Linked DNA regions of Anas platyrhynchos: region 1 is linked to region 2. A link is a contact called in public Hi-C data. All regions are on one chromosome and are shown on one strand. Each heading gives the region's core, a stretch centred on a gene start, on an enhancer-like site or on the middle of the called end of the contact. The rest is flanking DNA. Distances are from core to core; before and after follow the strand shown. Region 1 overlaps RNF216 (ring finger protein 216). Region 2 holds the start of ACTB (actin beta).

Evidence for each region. A called contact is a pair of places that touch in the nucleus more often than the background predicts.
Region 1: a contact with region 2 is called in a Hi-C map of small yellow follicle, with 2.1 times the contacts expected there. The contact joins the enhancer-like site here to the promoter of ACTB in region 2. A contact is called at or near these places in 4 of 8 Hi-C or Micro-C datasets (liver, skeletal muscle, small yellow follicle and 1 more).

Annotation. Positions count from the first base shown.
Region 1 is chr15:16,422,644-16,427,230 of IASCAAS_PekinDuck_T2T, reverse strand. The region is part of intron 13 of RNF216 (ring finger protein 216); the gene reads left to right. Among named protein-coding and RNA genes, the nearest start is that of FSCN1, 34 kb to the right of the region's middle. Within about 2 kb of position 3,135, at least 5 of the 8 cell types and tissues checked have an H3K27ac peak or open chromatin away from gene starts, as enhancers often do. A contact at or near this core is called in small yellow follicle, where this site is marked.
Region 2 is chr15:16,373,245-16,377,191 of IASCAAS_PekinDuck_T2T, reverse strand. ACTB (actin beta) reads left to right here and starts at 1,880. Exons shown (of 6, transcript NM_001310421.1): 1 at 1,880-1,905; 2 at 3,281-3,409; 3 at 3,725-3,947. The coding sequence starts at 3,287.

The DNA of each region.
Region 1 (4,587 bases), core at 1,886-4,385, 49 kb before region 2:
GTTGGATATCCTGGAGGATGAGAGCTCGCGTAACCATCTCAGCACCTCACAGATCTCCTGCTTCGTTCCAGCCGCCCCCTCAGCAGATAACAGCTCCAGCTGTGGGCGTGTGGCTTCTCTTCCAGGGGAAGGTGGCTTTGAAGATCCTGATTCCTCTGCTGCTGACTGTAGGAAGCAGCAAAGGAATCTGCTTTGTTCACATGGGAAGCTTCCTCTTGCTTACCAGCTGGTCAGTAGGAGCTGAGCACTTCCCCACGTGTCGGGGAAGCGCTTTGGAAATGGTTTTCAGTAGCAATTGCACATTCTTCAGCTCTGGTTTAACAATAGTCTATTTGTGATCACGATTTCTTTTTTTTCTCCTCCTTCCCTTGACTTTACAGCAGAGGTCCAAGGGGAAAAAAGAACACAATCTCTAAACTGCTCTGGGGCTGGGGAGATGGTAAAAACCAATCCTCTTTCTAAATACTTCGTTTGTGCTGCCAGAATTGTTGATTTAATCTTTCAGTATCCCACACTGCGTTTTTGTCTGGGCTTGGTTACCCTCTGAGGGTACGGCACTTAATCCTTGCGAGGGAACTGCCTGTGCAGTGTAAGTCAATAATCCAACCTTTTGATAAGGTAACCCCCGAAGGTAACTAATCTCCATCCTCGCCTCGTTCCAGCTTTACAGAAGCGCTCGCTACTTGCAGGCTTTAAATTTTTCCTATTTAATTACTGAGAGTCTCGGTAATCTTTGCTAGGTCCTGGGTTTGGACTGGAAGGCACGCATCCGAAACTGAACATCGGGTGGAGGTCTGCACCCAAATTCTCCTCCTGCCAGAGCTTCCCAGTGGTGCTTGCCTGAACCAGAGCGTGGGGAAGAATGGATGAAGCCTGATGTTATTTAGGGCAGCGACAGCCATCAGTGGGATTCATGGCAATCCGCCTTGGTCCGGGGTTGGAACAAAAGGGATGGCCTCTGCTGGGTGAACGTGAGCATCCAGCAGACCCCATCTCATGGAGCCTGGCCTGACAGCAGCGATACAACACAAAAATATTTTGCTGTCGTGGTCAGATCATGGCAGAAATTGCTGCTGCTCCTTAGGAGTTCCTGCTGGTTCTTAAACAGGTCCCTGGAGAGGAGGTGGCTTGTATTTTTATTTTATTTGTTTGTCTTTTACAGAAGGCAGCCTTGCAGCAGCTCTGGTTTGCAGGCTAGCCATGCCATGCAAATTGTTGAACAGGGCATTTAGTTAAATTGGTGCTACAGAGAAGCAGGGGAGGGGAACCAAGCTTTCTGCTCAGTGTTTGCAAGTGTAGCAGAAAGGGAACTACTTCATTTGGGATTTCACAATGTAAAGCCTTGCAGCTCTTCTTCCTGTCTCACTTCTGTTCAGATGAGCCTTTTTCGGAGTGACGCCGGAACCTTGCAAATGTTTTGGTGTTCGAGAGCTGGATTTTTGTCTCATTTTCCCAGCCTCCTGCCTCGTCTCACATGATTGCGTGGAAGCGAGCCTGTCTTGCTGGATTACCAGCTTTTGTTTCGGGGCCAGGCAGGGTGGAGAGGCTCCCCTTGGAAGCGCTCGCTCAGTTTAGCTTTATTTTAGGCAGATCCAAGATGTTCCTCCTCTTATCCCAAAGTGCTTCCGACCGCTGCGTTTTTCCGAGACTACTAAAAATGCGAATCAAAAGGGATTATAAGACTTAAGTGAAAACTAAATTACAGATTCAATGATTCTTCTAATTAGGAGACAAAAGTGTCCTGAGCTGGCCCTTGTTTGGCAGGGTACTGCGGCACCACTGCTTGAACCTGCCTGTCCTCCTGCAGGACGTAGCTCGGCCGATGGGTTTGGTGAAGACTGGACGGGTCTGGGTGTGAGCCCACACGGTGTGGGATATCCTCGGGTGGCCCTGGCCCCTGTGCCATGCTCCTTGCACCCCCAGGTGGGTTTGTGTGGTGTGCAGGGCCCCTCGGTCGTTCCTGTATCACTCCAAACCTCACAAATTGAAGGCTGGTGTGTTCCTGCCTGCAAAACACCCACAGTTGTTTACTGGGATGTGAGGGCATGCGTATGGCAAGGGTTGAAGTTGGTCTTTTTCACCATATGGGTAAGAGACTTTTTGGGTGTTGCACCCCCAGATTTTGGGTCTTGTTTGTCTCAGCCTTCCCTGAAAGCTGCTCCACTTCAGTGTCCTGCGCCTGGGGGGGCTTCAGAAACCCTTTAGGGCTTCAGAAACCCTCCTGAAGCTGCACTTTTGGGGTTTCTCTTGCCACCTCTGCACCAAAGGGAAACCCATGCCCAGCCGGGGTTGGTCTGGACTCGTGGGTGCTTTGGGTACAACAGGAGGCAGTGAAAATGTCAGCTGGGGGCTCTGAAAGAGGAATTGGTCAGCTGCCTGCACACTTATTTCCTTGGTTAGTTCTTAATGCCTTACTCGGCTTTACCGCAGCGCATGCTCATTTGTTTAGTGTCTGTTTTTCTTTTTTTTTTTACCAGGTGCTCGAATAGCTTTTGTTCTGTGGGAGGAAGCCCAGTGCCTGGCTGCACTGGAACATCAGGTCCAACATCTCCCACCACGCTGCACTGCCTGGTGCTTTGAGGCTTTCAAAGCCTTGCCCAGCACCCTGCGTGTCCACGCAGCACCCCTTCGAGCCAGGGTGTTCCAGCAGGCTGTGCTAGCACGGGGCCCCCCAGCTTTGATTTTACCACTGGCTTATTTTAGGGTAGCAAACGAGTTGCAGCTGGCTTGGTGTCACACTGGTGAGTCTGGGAGATGGAGGTGAGCACTTCAGAGGGCCGTTCTCACCATTTTCACTCTCTGCCATAAGCACTGTCTGCCTGCTGTGCTGTGCAGATCAAATTTTGGGGCTTTGAAAGTGCTTTCTCTTAGCCTCTGCATGGAGAGGAACAGGTAAGAGGCAACTCTCCCATGCAGGCATTAAAACAAAAAAGTTGTACAAACTTCTGAGATTTCAAGGAGGCCAAGTATCATTTTGTTCTCATCTTCCTGCAGTTCTGTACCCTTGCTGGTTCTCTGCGTTGTCTGCTTTGAATTGTGCTTTTTTTTTGTTTTGTTTTTGTTATGGCTAGCTTAAATCTAGGAGCAGCTTACTTGCGGGGTTTCCCCTTGCTCAAGGTTAATTTCCCTGGCAAAGCAAGCTGTACTCGCACAGTTTCTGAGAGTTTGTTTTGCCAGCATAGCCACCCTGCTCAGAAAGCTCACATTTTTCATCCCTTGCAAGTGTTACAATGACCTGGGATGTTAACTTATGCTGTAAGCAAAGGGTACTGTTGAAAATAAGGCTCTAAATGGGAAAAGAAGCGTGCTAATGCTGCTGAATTACGCTCCGAATTGCCATATTGCACAGGCTCGTTAAAAGTGGTCGTAGGTATGTTACATAAACCTGGGCCTCCACGCAACTGCTGCTGGAGGAGAGGACATCTGGAAACGAGGTCCTGGTGTGATCCTTTCCTAGCACAAAATCTGGGAGCTGGGAAGGGGAGAGAGACCAAAGAGATGAGCAGGACAGCCGGCTCTGGAAGAGGTCTGCAGTTGTTGCCCCAGAAAGCAGTGGGGAGGGATCGGTGTCCAGGGCAGGGCGATAGGGGATTTGTTTGTCTTGTGGTGGTGTAAGAGGGAAGTTTCAAAATTAACTCCAGGGATTGTTCCTCCTCGTGGCCTTACAATGCTTCATTAGCAGCTATCTCTGCGAACAAGGTGCCTTGCTTTTGTACCACCTTCGCCATCGCGTTATCTCTGGGTGCAGCCCCTGAGTTATCCTGAAAAAAATCAGGCTGCTTATCTTGCAAGCTAAATCTGGTCCAGTCCCGAGGTCGGCATTGTTCCACTAAAACCACAGTCATTGTTACTTAGCCCTGCTAGATTTCATGATCTGGACTTCGAGCAATTGGAAACAGCATCGCTGTTTTGCTGTGCGCAGGCTTAAATGGACAACCTCTTAGATCTCCTCTGCTGGGTGGAGTAAGGCAATCTGCAGCGGGGGGGAGATGCAGGAGGGTCAGCTGCTGAGAGCTTTGAACCAGTTTAATTATTTACTTTGGCTGGGCAGGCGCACAGCTGATACCTGCAATCAGTCCTGCAGATCTGAAGGCTGGTTACCAGCTCCACGAGTGACTCCTGTAGCAGGTACTGAATTTCTCTGCCTTCCTGCCCTAGCAGAGAGTGCTGCAACTTGAGGTCTGTGGGTTTAAACGTCTTCAGCGTGAGGTCACAGCCTATATTTAACCCACCTTTATAAAGTGATCAAGCAGTGGCTTCCTCCAGCTGCCTTGGGTTGCTGGATGAGCACCGTGCAAGGTGCCTGAGCCACTCCACCGGGCTGTCCCCAAATTTCTCTGCTTGGAGAGCTGCTGGATCCTGCCCAGAGGCAGGGGATAGCTTTTGAAAAAAATGTTGTTTTCAGGGGTGAAGCTTACCTGTACAATAAACACTTTTTTCTTAGCTTAGGGAAGGGATCCTGGTGAGATGAAGGAGTGATGCGAATGCTCCAGCGCCCATTCGTGCAGCCGTCCTGCTGCCTGGGACCTGTGGTGCATTCCTCACATCCATGGGGCTTAAAAGGAAGGAGCTTTGAATCAGAACTAA
Region 2 (3,947 bases), core at 631-3,130:
TGCAGCCCCCTTATCAGCGGGTGCCCTGCGCCCTCAGCGCCACCCATGCCTCGTGGCTCCCCTTCTTTGACGCGCGATCTCCTAATTAATAACCAGCCCTTTGAAAAGCGGAGCGCAAACAGTAATTAATTCCCCGCCAGGTAGGTAATTAACAGCGACGACTCCCATTTTACCGCCGGGATCCGGCACCGTGCGCCCGCGGGGCCGCTCCGCACCACCGGGGGTGGCACCAGGGGTGGTGGCACCGGGTGCTGGGTGTCCCCGCGGCCACCCCCGGCCAGGGGGGGACGAGGCCGGGTGCCTGGAGGCCACCTCCAGCCTCCATCTGGGAGGATTTTCCAGGGGTCCCCGTCCTCTGCGCCCCATCCTCGCAGCATCCCCGCGACAAAGATCCCGCTGCAAAAAATCCCTGCAATGCCCACCGAGGGCGTGCTGTGAAAAATGGGCGTTTTTAGCCTTTTTCTTTCCTTTTTCCAAGCATTTTGTGTTTGGTCATTCATTTTTCTGCCCTACAAACCCTGTTCCCGACCTGCCAAGAGCGGGCACTGGAAGTCCCCATGCTGACGTCTGCCTGCTCCGAGCCGGCAACAGCTTGCGGGCGGCTGCTGTGCCTTTACTTACGGGCCTCCTTAATTAACTTAATTAACCAGCCCGTGCTCGTGCAGAGCTGCGAGGCCCCGTGCAGCTGCCCCTGGCCTCTCTGCGGGCGCTGCCCTCAGTGCAATCCTCATCCCCGGCTGGGTGCCTGTGGAAAATGGGAAAGATGTGAAAATCACCCAAATTCGGCCAAATTCTTGCTTTTGTGTGCAGGGCAGGGCTGGGCCCTGCTTGACCAGCGCCTCGCTGGGCTCTGTGCCTGTTTCCTGATGCCTGTGGCTGGTAATGGGCTGGGGGGGCACTGAGCAACATGCACCGGGCACTGGGCACCGTGCACCAGGTACCGGGCAGCACGCAGCATGCACCGAGCACCATGCACAGGGGCACCATGCACTGAGCACCATGCACAAGACACCATGCACAGAGCACTGAGCACCATGCACCGAGCACTGTGCAGTGGTCAGCATGCACTGAGCACCATGCACAGGGCACTGTGTACTATGCACTGTGCACCATGCACCATGCACTGTGCACTGTGCACCATGCAGTGGTCAGCATGCACCAAGCACCATGCACTGAGCACCATGCACAGGACACCATGCACAGAGCACCAAGCACCATGCACCGAGCACCGTGCAGTGGTCAGCATGCATTGAGCACCATGCACAGGGCACTGTGCACCATGCACCGAGCACCAAGCACCATGCACTGAGCACCATGCAGTGGTCAGCATGCACCGAGCACCGTGCCCTGAGCACCGAGCAGCGGCCGCTCCCCATTTCTGCACCCTGCTTCAAAGCGACAACAGTGGGGGTGGCCGTGCAATTACCCCCCCTAATCAAAGCAGTGCCAAATCGGGGTGTGGCGTTGCGCCCCCCCCCAAAAAAAAATAATAAATCAATCAATTAAAAAAATCGCCCCCCACCCATTTAATTATTTATTTATTTGTGTATTTGTTCCGCTGGGGGGGGGGGAGGTTGGGAGGGGGGGGGGGAGGGCGCGCGCGCGCGCCGGGCGGGGCGGGGCGGGGCGGGCGCGCGCCGGGGCGGGGCGCGAGGAGGGAGGGGGGGGAGGGAGGAGGAGGAGGGGGCGGGGCCGGCGCGCGAGGCGGGGAGGCGCGGCGGGGGCCAATCAGGGCCGCGCGCTCGGAAAGTTTCCTTTTATGGCGAGGCGGCGGCGGCGGCGGCCGGTATAAAAGGCGGGGCGCGCGGCGGGCGGGAGTCGCTGCGAGCTCTGCCTTCGCCCCGTGCGCCCGCCCGTGCCCCGCTCCCGCCGCCCGCCCGCCTCTGACCGCGCAACTCCCCGAAGGTGAGGGGGGACCGGGGGGTAAAAGGAAAGGGGTGTGTGGGGGGGGGTGTAGGGGGCCCTCGCCTCGCTGGCGGTGGGGTTTTGGGGTCGGTATCCGTGGGATCTGCTCGGGGGTGGAGGGGGGTGAGGGGTCTGGGTAGTGCTGTGGAGGGGGGGGTGTGTGAGGAGAGGAGCGCTGAGGCGCTTTGGGGTGCTGAGGGGGGTGGTGGAGGTGTGAGGGGGGCTTTATGGTGTGCCCCCCCCTCTCCTAACGTGGTGTGTGCGGTTAATCCGCCTCCTAAGAGGATTTGTGGCGGTGGGCTGGGGCGTGGGGCTTTGTCTGCTCAGGGCTGCCCCCCCCCCGGCCCTGCTATGGCTGTGTGTGAGGGGATGGGGGGGGGGGGCGACTCCCCTCAGCACCCCTTGTGGGGTCGAGGGGCGATTCCCCTCATCCTGGTGGGGTCAGGATGGGCAGTGTCCCCTTGTAGGGACTGGGGGGGGGGCACGTTCCCCTTGTGGGGACAGGGGGGCGGCTCCCTCAGCACCCCCATGCAGAAAACGGGTGGGTTTCTCTGTGTGTGGGGGGGGGTGTGGGCGGCTCCCCGTTACGAGGGGCGCTCTGGAACAAAGGGAAAAAAGGAGGGGGGGGGGGAAGAGGAGAAGCCCCCCGTGTGCAGGGCAGGGCCGGCACCACTCGGGCACATGTCCCAGGAGCCGCCCCCGGCCGGCACCGCCCGCAGGCAGAGCCAGGGCTCGGCTCCCTGCACCCCCCCACCCCGGTACCCCCCGGGGCCGAGCCCGCTTCCCTGCCCCTTCCCGAAGCCGGGAGCTCGGCGGCTGCCTCCTGGAAGCCGCCCCCCGGAGGTGTGCGGGCAGCTTGGGCGTGACGGGATGAAGAGGAGGAGGAGGAGTGGGGGGAGGCAGGGAGGGTGGTGAGTGCCCCCTCCCCAGGAGGTGGCAGCCCCCAAAGAGGGTGGGGGGGTGGGGAGTGGCCGTGGGGCTCCCCGGGGCTGGGGAGGGGTCGGGGGAGTGGCTGGCGGCGGCCCCCCGAAAGCTGGCGGCTGGCGAGGAGCAGCGAGCTGCAGCCTTATTGCCTTTTATGGTAATAATGCGAGAGGGCGCAGGGACTTCCTTTGTCCCAAATCTGTGCGCTGCCGAAATCTGGAAGGCGCCGCACCCTCTAGCGGGCGCCGGGCGAAGCGGTGCAGGCTCTGGCAGGAAGGAAATGGGTGGGGAAGGCCTCCGAGGCATCGCAGAGCCCCGCACATGAGCCCTGTACACCGCTGGCTCTCCCCTCTCTGGCTGCTGCCTCCAGGGGCGATTCCCCCTGCAGGATGGGGTTTGGTTGCTGGTGTGTGGCCGGCGGTGCTCACGTTCCATCTCTCTTCTTCCGCAGCCAGCCATGGATGATGATATTGCTGCGCTCGTTGTTGACAATGGCTCCGGTATGTGCAAGGCCGGTTTCGCCGGGGACGATGCCCCCCGTGCCGTCTTCCCATCCATCGTGGGTCGCCCCAGACATCAGGTACGATGTGGCTGGGGTGCTGCTTCCAGACAATGGAGAGGACCTTTGGTGAAATCATTTCTGCTAAAGGCAGCGAGCTGCAAGAAGCCCTTTTATTTCCTATGTGGCACAAGAGGCTTCTGCACTGCAACAGGAACTGGCTGAGTGCACAGCCTCCTGTGGAGCCTTCATGCAGCATGCGTTGGAGCTGCTGACTGAATGATTTTTCTGACACAAGAGGAACAGTAATTATAGAGATGTGGCTTTGGAAAAATGTTACTTGCCTAACAGGGCTTGTCCTTCGGTTAAACTTCATGCTTTTTCTTTGTTGTGCAGGGTGTGATGGTTGGCATGGGCCAGAAAGACAGCTATGTTGGTGATGAAGCTCAGAGCAAAAGAGGTATCCTGACCCTGAAGTACCCCATTGAACACGGTATTGTCACCAACTGGGATGACATGGAGAAGATCTGGCACCACACCTTCTACAATGAGCTGAGAGTAGCCCCTGAGGAGCACCCTGTGCTGCTCACAGAGGCTCCCCTGAACCCCAAAGCCAACA